3 separate regions of the Mus musculus genome follow, and all the other regions are linked to region 2. Evidence: chromatin contacts called from public Hi-C and promoter capture Hi-C data. All regions are on one chromosome and are shown on one strand. The core of a region is the stretch at or near the end of the contact, and the rest is flanking DNA. Distances in the headings are between cores, read along the strand shown. Region 1 holds the start of 4930546K05Rik (RIKEN cDNA 4930546K05 gene). Region 2 holds the start of Sc5d (sterol-C5-desaturase). Region 3 has its middle 3.0 kb from the start of Gm26272.

Region 1 (3,881 bases), core at 137-2,636, 55 kb after region 2:
CATAAAGAAAAGCAACTACTTCTATGTACAAGATTTGTTCTCCTCCCATCTTCAGGTTTATAGGCTGCACAGACAGGAAGCAGAAAGAAAGAAAGAAAAAAAAAAAACCAAACCAGTCAGCTAACAAGCCATCGATCACTATCCAGGATAATGGATGCTCGCTCTCTACAGTACATTTGCTTTTCGGCTGTTTATCTCCCAGCACTGCTGATCCATGCCTCTCTCTCACCTTGTGAAAATAGATACAGAGATAAACTGTTGCTTCTGGACTGAGCAAAATTAATTTGCCTACAGGGAAAATGGACCTAACACCAGGACTTCAAAGAACAAGTTAAGGTAGGCCACTAACTCACAAAGCTCAGACAAAGTCCAAATCCTCTGTTGCTAGTGCAGAAACCAGAGGCAGGTCTACAGAAAAACAAAAGAATTTCATTATAAAGTGGCAAACAGGATGCGTCTGGAAACAAGGGCCGGAGGCAGGAGAGTAGAAGCAGAAGGAGAGAGTCTGCTTCTGACTCATCTCTGTGTCTATCTTTGTAACTCGCCTCTTTTCTATCTGAAGACCTGATCTGTAACTGGCTCACAAATTCACACGTTAGTGGTCCAGCCGTCAGGCTCTGTTCCCTGAGAAGGGACTCTGATCCCATCTTGCTCTTCGGCAGTAGGTATAGGAGGGTGAAGGGAGGCCAGTAGTGGGTGGCCATGCAGAGATATGGCTGTAAGTGGTAGTGTAAGGGAAAGTGGGCCAGCCAAACAAACAGCGCCAAGTATGTGGTTCATTCAACTATGGTTCTAGAATGGTACTTTCACAAGCTGCTTGAATGAACCACATGGATGTGACAGGGGTGCCAAGAGAGGAGTGGAAAGATACCACAAAGTGACTCATTCCATGTTCTCGTTCGGTGAGATGACAAAGTCCCAGAGCTAAGAGACCTGTTTACTTAGAATCACCCTCCTGGCTGCTCAGGCCCTTGGGATAAGTTCTTTATTTGGGCAAACCTCTCAGTCTTTTAAGCAGTTAGGCTCCTGCTAACACCAAGAGCTACCATATTGGTAAGTTTTCTTGTTGCTGCAACAAAGTTACCGAAAAAGCAAGGTGAAGGGTTTCTTCTGAATAACAGTTTCAGGCAGGTCTATCACGCTGTCTATCATGCTGGAGGAACCTGGTGGTCATGGTGACCAGATTGTAGATCCAGTGTGGAAGCAGAGACAGGTGAACGCTGATGAGCAGCTAGCTAGCTCCCCACTTCTATAGGACTCCAGGAAATGGAACTGCCTGCATCTACGGGGAAACTTGCTACCTCAACCTAATCTATTACAATCCCCCCCTCCCCCGACACACCTAGAAGTGTGTTTCCATGGTGATTCTAGATCTAGTTAAGTCAACAAAACCTCTCAGCCTCAGTGCTCACTGAAAATGTGTCAAGAAGAGCCCCTAACTGGGCCCTATGACTGGAGCTGAAGGTGGGTTAGAGACAGGAAATGGTTCTTCTGACTCAAAAGATGATTGCTTCCAGGGGTAGATTAATTTCCAAATGCTTCCTAACTATGTCTTTCTAGAAACTACAGTACCTAGTATAAGCATTCAATTTATTATATAAAATGATCTGCATTCAGATCCTGGCCTCATACTAACGAGAGGTTGTTTACCTTTCTAACCCATAGCTTTCTTATCTGTGATGGGCTCTAATGCTCACCTCCCCACAGAACTGCTATGTAGTATGCTATGATTCGCATGTGCAATGTCTTCCCCAGGCCCACTTCTCTAAGCAGCAGAACTATTGTGGAAGACTGTGGAACCTTAGAGGGTGGAGCCAAACTTCAGGAAGTGAGTCACTTGGAGTGGGCCTTTGAAGGTTAGGCCTGGCTTGTTCTACCATGAGTTCTGCCTTCTAATCCTCCCGGATGTGGAGAGCCCCACCACATGCTCCCACCGACACAGACTGAGCGTTTCTTCCTTGGCTTCCCCACTGTGGGGCGCTAAAACTCTCAGGAATCCTGAGCTCAAGCAAACCTTGCCTTCCTTGGGCAGTTTCTGTCCAGTATCACAGTCACAGCAGTGCAACAGTCACTGACATGGAGAAAATGAGACCTCAGCACAGTGTCTGGCTCCACACTCACCGGTAGCTGCCTAATGGCTTCCCTGAAGCCCAGTCATTCATTTCTTCTCTGACTCTACTTTCTGAGGTAGAGAGGGTACCCCAGAACACAAATCCCCAAAGCTGACGCACAGTCGTGTTTAGAAGAAGATACCCCTCACATCAACACTAGGTTTAAGAAGAACATTTGCTTCTAAGGTTGGCTCCCTGTAACTGGAGCCACCATGAAGTCCTATCATCATGTACCACCTGTGACAATGACCTCTACAGACAAGCTATGGAGACATATATATACATATGCACATATATGCACATAAACATATACACACACATACACATACAGTTACATATAAACATATAGCCACATATACATGTATATACACATATACACATAAACATATATACACATACACACATACATATGCATATACAGTTACATATCCAAATATAGCCATATATACATATAGATGCACATGCACATATACACACCTATACAGACACATATATACACATAAACATACACACATATGTATATACATACACACATAAACACACATGCATATACACACATATACACATATATACATACATACACACATATACACATAAACATATACATACATATATACATACATATACATATTGCATAAGGCTAGGGAAGACATTTAGGAGGCTCTTGAAGGAAAATATAGGAAAGCAAAATATTATTAGCATTCTAGTAAATCAATCACAGATGGTCTTCAAAATTAATACAAAAGCAGACTGCTCATTTTCAGTGAGTGCCCACCTTTTTAAAAATAACCTGAAAGTGTCCCGAGACCACCATCCACAAGAGTGAGCAGATACCCACCAGTTCAGCTGAAATTGTAAAAGAGAAAAAGAAAGAACAGAAACGGGTCTTTATTCTTTCCCTTGTGCTTGACAACAGAGTTGATGAAATCGCAGATGATGATCTCCTGGGATGTGGACTGTGGGTCCTTCTCCATCCCTGGAAATGCAGCTGGTCCGTGTGGCTGTTCTGTACTCAGAGGAAAGCTGTGTACTCAGATCCAGGGTGCCACTGTCACCCGAAGACCCCTGAGCCACCTTCCCAATCCTGCCTCCTGTAACCAGTGGCTCTTTCCACTAGAATTCTGTTTATGGTATAATTAATGAAAGCTAATGGCCCTTGCAGATACTTTGCCAGAGAGCCCCAAATTTAAACTCACACTGCTGATTAAGATGGGCTCTTCTCGTCTACTCTTCAGTGCCCAGCTCTGTAAAGCATTTTTAAAGCTTATAGGGCCTCCGAGAGCATCCTCAGTTATTAATCTCAGCATCAGCTCATTCTCTCTCAACCAATACTCCTTTAGAAAGCACACCGAAGGCCAAGCAAGGGGAAAGAGAGCCACTCTGTGTTCTCTTTCTTTATGGAGCAGGCTTCATGCCTGCTTCCTCCTACAGGGAGAAGTCAGCTGAGAGCTGCTGGCTGCATTGCCTAGGCCCCAAGTGTGTGCCTGCTCAGCTTCTAACACACAGTTAAAAATCATGGCTCATGCTTCACAAACATAAATATTTCAAAACCTCTTGCCTTGTAGCCTGCCAGATGGCTGTATCTCACACTTCCAATGTGACAGACTCCAAAAACCTCAAGGACTCAAGTTTGGGCTGGGGTTTATGATCCTGCAGTGGGGGTTAAGGGGGTGGACAGGGAATACAGCAGAGATCTGTCCAAATTAGAAAGAAAAACAAGTGGAAAAAAGCCTTGCGTCATTTGAGTAGAAGAATCTGCTCTAATGCGAG
Region 2 (4,112 bases), core at 17-2,516:
TTTGGTGAAACCCAAACTATTATTTCCAAACTTCCATTGTTGGCTGAAGGCCAGGGACTCTCCAGGTATACAGGAACTGCTGTGGCACTGAGCCTGGTAGACAGACGCTCTACCAGGCTGTTCATTTTTCCAATGTGAGACAGCCATTATAGGACTACTCTGGCTGGCAAGGTAACCAGCCTCGTGGATGGAACAGCTACTAGGGGTTTAGTTCTTCTGGGGTGAGACAACTGTTATTACTTTAAGCTAGTTTCATAAATTTTTTATGTATGTATTCATCTTATCAGTTCTGTTCCTCCAGAGAACACTGGCAAACACACTTTGTTAAGTGTAATTTATAGAGTCATTTTGGACTAGGCTTTTGCCTCAGAGCTCTGGAAGATCAGATCTGGCCAGAACTGTCTCTCATGCTCAATATATCACTTAATCAAACTGGCTTTTGAAATGCCTGGCTCCTTCTAACCAAAACAAAAAAACAAAACAAAACTAATCAATTGGTAGGACCCTGATACCAGAAACAGACGACAGGTCAATCCTCTCTGAAGTAACTCTGAAGTACTAGTCTTTTGGGCCTTTCTTCTTCTTAGGTTCTTTTCATTTTGGCCAATACTGCTGATCCCTACTGCTCACCTTAGGGAGCTCTTGTATTTTATAGAATGGGCTGCTGTCTACATTCCCGAGTCATAATTAGCCAATTTGATCTTTAAGTTCACCTCCCCCACCCCTATCTTTACCTATGTAAACCAGTTGGGCCAGATCATAACCTCTTTCTCTATTTTTATCGCTATTAATAATTGCTTTTTAAATTTACTCTGCTACACATAACTTTCGATTTACATATTTTAACGCTGCATAAGAGGACTTGCAGGGAAGTGACAAATAACTGCGGATTGATGAACGTTTGAGTCACAAAAATGGGACAAAAGACTCCACCATTAACATCAAAGGAAGCGTCATTAATCCTACTTCAGGCTGTCATTTTGCATTCATCCCGGGTCCTTTGCACGATTCTAGTCAACTTTCTGGGCGGGAAGAAAGTGGGAAGGAAAGCAAGCTTCGTCCGCCCCGTAGCAGCATCATGAAGCGCCTGGATAGTCCCGGCAGAGTGCTGGACCTGGTTCGGGGGTGCGGGGAGGCGTGGGGAGCGCGGGACGCCTACGCGGCGACCACGTGACCGCCGCGACCGCGCCGGTCCAGGTCGCGCGATCCGCCGTCACATCAGCTTATTGCGCCGGCTGCTGATTGGCCGGCTGCCTGCACATGGGCGGGGCTCTGCTGAGCGGGCGGTGTCTCGGGCGCTCTGGCTCGTACTCTCCGCTGGCTGTAAAGCCGCGGCTGACGGAGCTGCTGGGCCTGGCAGGTAGGTTCCGTGCGCTGGCAGCTGGACAGCCGCGAGTGGGAGGACCCGCGGGCGGTCGCGAGGATCCCCGGGTGCCCGGCGCCGGTACGGCATCCGCCGCACCCGTGTGGCCGTCCCTGCTAAAGCGCAGGTGGCATGGGGGGGTGGGGGTGGGGGTGGGGGTCTGGCCTGGCGGACACCTTGGTCCCCGGGGCCTGCGATGGGGATAAGGTTATATGGGAGCGGGGAAGGACCCTGGCCCGGTAAAGCTGGGTCCCTGCCAGTGCTAGAGGTTGCCTGCCTACTGTGAACCCCACATCCAGGGTGAGGTGGGAAAAGCTGGTGATTTGCTTTGCCACCGGCACTTCCTGGAGAAGGTACCAGGTTGCGAACCAGCGTCCGATTGAGGCCTAGGGAGGGTGGTGGGCCGTCACTCCCTGCCTTTCTGAAGACCATACGCTGTAGCGTGCACACTTTAAGCATCGTTAAGAAGTCACTCATACTGGCATCCCTTCTTATTGCCGAGTAAATTGGGAGGTGGTACAAGTGGAAACAATATCTCGGCGGCAGCGAAGTTATTTGACTATTTTGTGTTAGTTGAGTTTGCATTTTCATTAGTTGTGTTAAAGTGCTTACCTTCTGACCCTTACTGTCTTACGGACTTTTGCATTCATCCTGTAATATAATGAACGTGGAGAACTCAGAATTCCCCATCTGTATTTGTGACTCTAGGGAAGTAATGCTGTGTAGAACTTTTTGTGTAGGCTTTACACATCGACTGCTCCTTACAGAACAAAGCTGTTTAAGGCATTGCGCCTTCACTGTCCTGTTTATTAAGATTATACGCGGACACACGTTATAGACTTGTGAGAATTAGATGGGAGAATCTCTCCATCACTCCTCCAGATGTGTAAAGGCCGGATGAGAGGTACTGCAGAGCATCCAAGAGCTTTGGAGACTGAAGCAGGAGAATGCAAGTTCCAGGCCACATAGCCAAAGGGGGGAGGGGTGGAGTGCTTAAAATAATATGTAGTATTTTTTAAATATATAAATGGCTAGTTATTGTTCCTGTACTTTTTTCAGTTAAGAAAAATATAATAGTTTTAAGTCATTTAAGTATAATAGTGGATTTATATATGTTTACTTATTTATCTGATGCTGGGATAGGAACCAAGGCTTTGGACATACTACACCAAAGGAATATCCCTGAATTATACCCCAGGCCCATTTAATTGATAACCATGTTTTAAAGTCAAAAATTGTGGGTTTTTTTTCTGCCAAAGCAGTATACTATTTAACGTAAACTTACATTTCAAGCAATAATGCCTAATTATCTTAGAGTCCATGAGCTGTCTTTGACTTTAAGGGGTTGCACCTTTACAATTTACATACAATTTGGTATGGCCATGTGGGTGTTTCTCACTGTCTAGCACTTGATGCTGGTTGAATTGCTTTTTTTGAATTGTGAGTGGCATATATGATGGGGAAATGAGCACCTGACATTTAATGTAATTTAAGTTTTTCAGGATGAGAGAAAACATGTGTGGCTCATTCCATAAGCAACAGGCTAAGTTCCTTAGCAAACACCTCCCAGCTGTGGCCGATGCTGCAAACCTCTGGTTTCGGCTGTTTGGGAAGCTGTAGAGGGAGTGTGGCCTGAGTAATGAGCTTCAGGGAGAAGGGCAGGGGTAGGAAAGGTTTTTAATGAAGAAACTGAAAAATCCCAGGGGAAAGCGACCAAAGGATGGAGACGCAGAGCCTTCACGGGAAAAGTGTCGTGTCATGTGGTACAAATATATGAAGCTGTGCTCAGTAGCACTCAAGCTGACTATGGAGTCAGCACCAAGATAACCTTTTCTTCCCTGATGCGTTGAAGGTACTCCAGGGGTTGTGGAGAGATTGACACTGTCTTCCATTGTTTGAGGATGCACGAAGCAGTTTGGTACCTGTGGGGGCAGTTGAACAACCTGCACTAGGTTACCACTTCGTGCCTGTAAAAGTTTACTTAGTACAGGAGCAGTCGTTGTGTCAGGAGCAGTCGTTGTGTCAAAGCCTGGAAGCCCTGAGATCCAAACAGTTTTTTCTTTCCTCATAGGTTCAGTCCTCGCCCTTATCTGATGGTAGATCCTGCCTCCAAGTGACAGACACAACCATTGTTTATTGGGTCACATACCAGGTATTCCTGCCTGTGCCTTCTGGATATGTTTTGTTGTTTGTTTGTTTGTTCTTTTGTTTTGTCAACTTTTGGTTTACTTCCAAGTGAAAAGGTCAGAAGTGTCTGAAGGCAGCCTGTGGGTGGCAGTGAAGGTGTAGCTGCTGTCACTACTGCACAGGACAGTATTGAGGGGGGATGCTGGCGTATGCTGCGTCTCTGAGGCATCCTACTGAGAGCCTGGGATCTAACACCGTACTTGACTTACGGATGGGCAAGACAAATGGTTGCCGTTTAACTGGAAGTGCCTACCAAAATATGGCCTAGGAGAGGAAAATGAAAGCTAGCCATGTTTGATCAAGTAGGCTTGACAATAAAAAGGTCCACAGATATCACCGGAGGCTGCGTTGATCTTGAAACCAGATGGTGTAAAGCAGAATTGTGAAAGTGTGAATAGACCAGTGTGTACTCGTAGCAGCATCAAGAAGGGAGGGGTTAGAATGAAAGGAAGTGGCACAGACAATATCTAAAAGTCTAGTCTAGGTAGGGAAAGGTCCGGAACTTTCCTTATACCCAGACAAGTCTTCTGTGCATTCTTCTCCTTAACTTCATGCTAAAAAG
Region 3 (4,200 bases), core at 1,016-3,515, 50 kb before region 2:
TCCAAATCCAAAACTACAAGATCTCCATGACACCGGTCAACAATAGGATATCCAAAAGGAGTCTCAGTGAGGTTCTTGTATTGGTAGAATAGCAGAAGTTAGAGGCTTCACACCAGACCAACAAGTCATTAGAATGAATATTTTCAAGGAAAGAAGTGTGAACAAAAGGGTATACTGTGGACACACTGCAACACACTACAGTTTCCACAGTGAGATTTTTTTTTCTCGGTTGAGGAGGAGGTTGCAAGAATGGAGGATGGGTATGGGGGAAGGAGGAGATGATTGGAACTGGGGTGCATGATATGAAATTCACCACGAAACAAAATAAAAATAAAAATCTTACTAGGCAAGGTAGCACCTGCTCATATCAAATTACTTGGAAGGTTGAGGCAGGAGGTTTGCCATGAGTTCAAGGCCAGTCTGTGGCTAAAGAGCAAGATTTTTTAAAAAATTCTTTGTGAGTTTTACAACATACACTCTAATCCTACTTATCTTCCTGCCCCCCCCATATCTACCCTTTACCCTTGCAATCTCCCCCAAAAGAAAACAAAAAATTAAAATAAAATAAATAAAAATAATCTCTCCATGGAAGTTGCAGTGTGTGGAAGTTGCCCAACAGCTTCACTTACAAATGTTCATAGCAGTGAGTCACTGGACTGGTTCACATTCCAGCAGATCACAACTGGCGAATATGTTGGGGCAAGCCAACTCAAAGCCCTGGATTGGGCCTGAGTTGCAGCTGAGTTGGTCAGCCCAGCTTATGCCAACCAGGCCAGCTCTCCTACCCCAGTATGGGGAGGGGCCAGCTCACCCTACTTCTATATCTGGCAAGGAGCCAGTCAGTTCTCCCGCTCTCACACCCTCAGGACCAGTTCTCTAGCTTCCTTGTTACCAGGGCCAGCTCTACTGTGTTGCACAGGCACAGGAGGGCTGCAGCCTGCAAGTGGGTATGTGCAAGGGTCAGGGTGTGTGTGTGTGTGTGTGTGTGTGTGTGTCGAGCCCAGCTCTCCTGCTCTCATGCCCTCAATCCATTCTCCCATTCATGCCACCCGGGCCAGATGTACAGAGCTGGCCAGGGAAAGGATGAGGCCAGCTCCCCCTCAATCCAGAGAGAGAGAGAGAGAGAGAGAGAGAGAGAGAGAGAGAGAGAGAGAGAGCAAGAGAGAGAGAGGGGGGTTTGTCTCAACTTATGATAGCCCGCCAAAGTAAATATCAGCATAAAAAGTTATTAAAGGATTACATTTCAAATAATTGTATATAATACATAGAAGGGAAAGTGGTTTATACACTGTTTGAAAACTATGAAATATCCAGGTATTCTCCAAGCATTCCATAAATACTATAAAAATTAAAACATTTTCTAATGTTAATGCTATTTTAGCTTAGGAATGTGATTTTTAACTTATTACGCTGTTTTGTCAAACATTTACAAGTAATCAAAGAAAATGTCCAATTATTTACAGAATTGTAACTAATTTATAGTTTTGCTGTAAAATATTTCCCATTCATAAAAGAGTCCACACACAATCTAAAGAACTGTAATAGACAGGCCGTTCATAATGGTCCTGTCAGAGTTTGCATATCACACGCCTCTCCAAGGGGTTCCTGTGCTGAAAGTTTAGTCCCAGCTGGTTGATTGACGGTTGGAACATCCAATCAAGGAGGGTGATTAAATCATGGTGGCTCTGACAACCAATAGACAAGCTACTTGATGACATCACTGCCAGGAGGTGGCGGAGCAGAAGTTAGAGTGGTTTAATGAAGGCCATGCTCTGGTGGGATAAGCCATGTCCCTCACCCCTGCTTCTCTCTGTGTGTGCTTCTTGTCCACTCTCACACAAGCAACATCACTCTCTCTTTCCTTTCTCACCACAATCTGAAACTTTTAAACCCATGAGCCAAAAGAGGAAAAAACAAATCTTTCCCTCTCTTAAATTGTTTCTCTTGGGTATCATCACAGTGGTGACTTACATGTGCCAAATACGGAGCTATAAGACAGGGCAACTCGCAGCTCCTTGAAAGCCTAACCCAAATCAGGCTTAAGCACTCAGGGTTCCTCGTGGACACTTTGTCTCACTGTCATTCGCTTGTCTATCTTTATGACTTGAACAGCCCTGTGCATTTCCTGAGCAATCCATTGTCTTCTTTGTTAGCACTGTACGTGCACACAGACTTAAACTTTTCACTCATCCTTATCACCCTGAGAAGTATCCAGGGTGCTGTGTGTAGCGCTGGTTCATCCGTTTGAATCATTGCTTAATAGCTCATTGCAGAAGTAAGCCACAGTTTGCTACATTGTGGCATATGAGCACTTTCTCCCACACAATGCTACTATGTACCTTTTTCTTTCTATTTCCTGGTGTGCAAACCTAAATATTTCTGTGATGTGCGAACCTAAATATTTCTGTGACATAAGGGAACTGCTGACTGTTTCTTCATATCTCAATGCACTTGATTCTGCTTCTATGTTGCCTTGCCTACATCTAGTTTTACAAAGCCATTTTCCCCCAAGTCTGTTGTGTCTGAAACTACATTTTAAGGTTTTAATGTAAAGGGAGAGAGAGAAATGGTTCAGCAGTTAAGAGCATGCATCCTTCTTGCAGAGGACCTGATTTCAGTGCCCAAAAAGCCTATTAGGTGGCTTGCAACTGCTTAACGCCAGCTCCAGGGGATCTGGTGCCCTCTTCTGGCCTTCAGGAACACAAGCGTTCATATGGAGAAAATTTAAAAAAAAAACAAACAAACAAAAGGTCTAAACTTTCATTCCTGTTGAGGCCAATTTTCAGTACATGAGTTCCTGTACCGGTTTTTACTGTCATCTGTTTGTGTCTGCTGTACATCTGTCTGATGAGTCATTTGTCCCTCTCTTATTGAGTCATATAATTCATTTATAGTCTGGAGTCTAATATCTATACTTACATACACTGAAAATGCATTTCCCCATCTTGAGATCTATTTTTGTTCTCTTTCTAGGATTTTAAATAGAACACAAATTCTTAATTTTAATATAGGTGATTTAATCCATCAATAATTAGTAATGTTCCACTGTATATGTTTTTTAAAAAATCATTTCCTACCCAAAATTTAGAAAGTAAAGCTATTCTCCTAAACCACTAGAATTGTGGTCTGTGTGAATTGAAATAAAATTCTATTTTTCTTAGCACTTGTGAAGCCTAAGCGTAGTTATGTGATAGCCTATCTTTCCTCCATTGAGGAACGTGTGGCGTTTTCTTGAACTCTGGTTTATCTATTGGCCTATTTACTCATGTCTTAAAACCACGGACTCAATTGCTATGGTTTTATAACACGTCTCAGTACATCGAAGAGCACATCTTTCCATTTGATTGCTTTGTTAAGATGTCTTAGATCGTCTTGGGTTTCTGCTTTTGCATACAGATTTTAAAATCGGCCCAAGTTCTCCCAAATCAAAACAAGCAACCAAAAGCTGTTAGAAATTTTTTATAAGAATCAAATTATATCTAAAGAGCCATTTTCAAATGGACACCTTTATAAAGCTAAATTCTTTGGCGAACATAGTATTTGTATCCGTTTTGAGTTTCAATTTCTTTTCAAATATGCTTCCTTTTGCTTGTGAGGGTTCAGGAATGTTTGTTTTCCAAATCCTGGTGCTTAAAGTTTGTTGTTAATGGAAGTGATATTTCTTTCTTAATATATTTTCTCGTTGTTGCTGATGTTGATGGCAGGTGCCTTTGTATGTTGGACATTTCTCTCAATTTTGATAATCTCTACGGTGTTGTAACTTATCTGTATAGATCTACATATACCTTGACTATCCATCTCTCTCGCCGTGTCCATTTTTTGGCCTCTATCATGTCTGTCTCTGAGCTCATCACCACCTCTGCCTCTATCTTGGCGCCATGTGCACACAGGCAAGCCCTCTATGACTTGAGCTCCACCTCAGGCCCCATTCTAATTTTGATATCTTCTGATGATTTTGCCTGGTTGTGTTAGTTAGAATACCCAGAACACCATTTGGTATGTATGACAGGAGTGTTGCTCATGGTCTTTATGTCAAATGAAAACTTCCCCACTTCTCCATTGAGCTTGGCTTTTGAACTTTTTGTGAATATTCTTGATCAATCTCTGGCAGCTCTCAGACCTTTCCAATAGCCTACATTGTGACCATCCTGAGTTTTCTCACAGGGCTTTTCAATATGTATTGAGTTGATCAGATGGTTA

The links. A called contact is a pair of places that touch in the nucleus more often than the background predicts. Capture Hi-C pulls out chosen DNA fragments and counts their contacts.
Region 1: a contact with region 2 is called in a promoter capture Hi-C map of pancreatic islet. The contact joins the promoter of 4930546K05Rik here to the promoter of Sc5d in region 2. A contact is called at or near these places in 5 of 484 Hi-C or Micro-C datasets (CD8 T cells, Th1 cells, liver and 1 more), 3 of 115 datasets of contacts at active chromatin or transcription factors (CD8 T cells, embryonic stem cells and intestinal crypt epithelium) and 2 of 9 other capture datasets (adipose tissue and pancreatic islet).
Region 3: a Hi-C map of peritoneal macrophages shows a contact between it and region 2, with 2.0 times the contacts expected there. The contact joins the enhancer-like site here to the promoter of Sc5d in region 2. A contact is called at or near these places in 6 of 484 Hi-C or Micro-C datasets (B cells, ECoMG-derived neutrophils, embryonic fibroblasts and 3 more), 3 of 115 datasets of contacts at active chromatin or transcription factors (CD8 T cells, the SCID.adh cell line and embryonic stem cells) and 2 of 9 other capture datasets (adipose tissue and pancreatic islet).

What each region holds. Positions count from the first base shown.
Region 1 is chr9:42,206,736-42,210,616 of GRCm38.p6, reverse strand. It overlaps 4930546K05Rik (RIKEN cDNA 4930546K05 gene), which reads left to right and starts at 1,386. Exons shown (of 7, transcript NR_040754.1): 1 at 1,386-1,464.
Region 2 is chr9:42,261,454-42,265,565 of GRCm38.p6, reverse strand. Sc5d (sterol-C5-desaturase) reads left to right here and starts at 1,266. Exons shown (of 6, transcript NM_172769.2): 1 at 1,266-1,360; 2 at 3,435-3,515.
Region 3 is chr9:42,312,631-42,316,830 of GRCm38.p6, reverse strand. No RefSeq gene overlaps it. Among named protein-coding and RNA genes, the nearest start is that of Gm26272, 3.0 kb to the left of the region's middle. Within about 2 kb of position 2,265, at least 23 of the 459 cell types and tissues checked have an H3K27ac peak or open chromatin away from gene starts, as enhancers often do. A contact at or near this core is called in peritoneal macrophages, where this site is marked.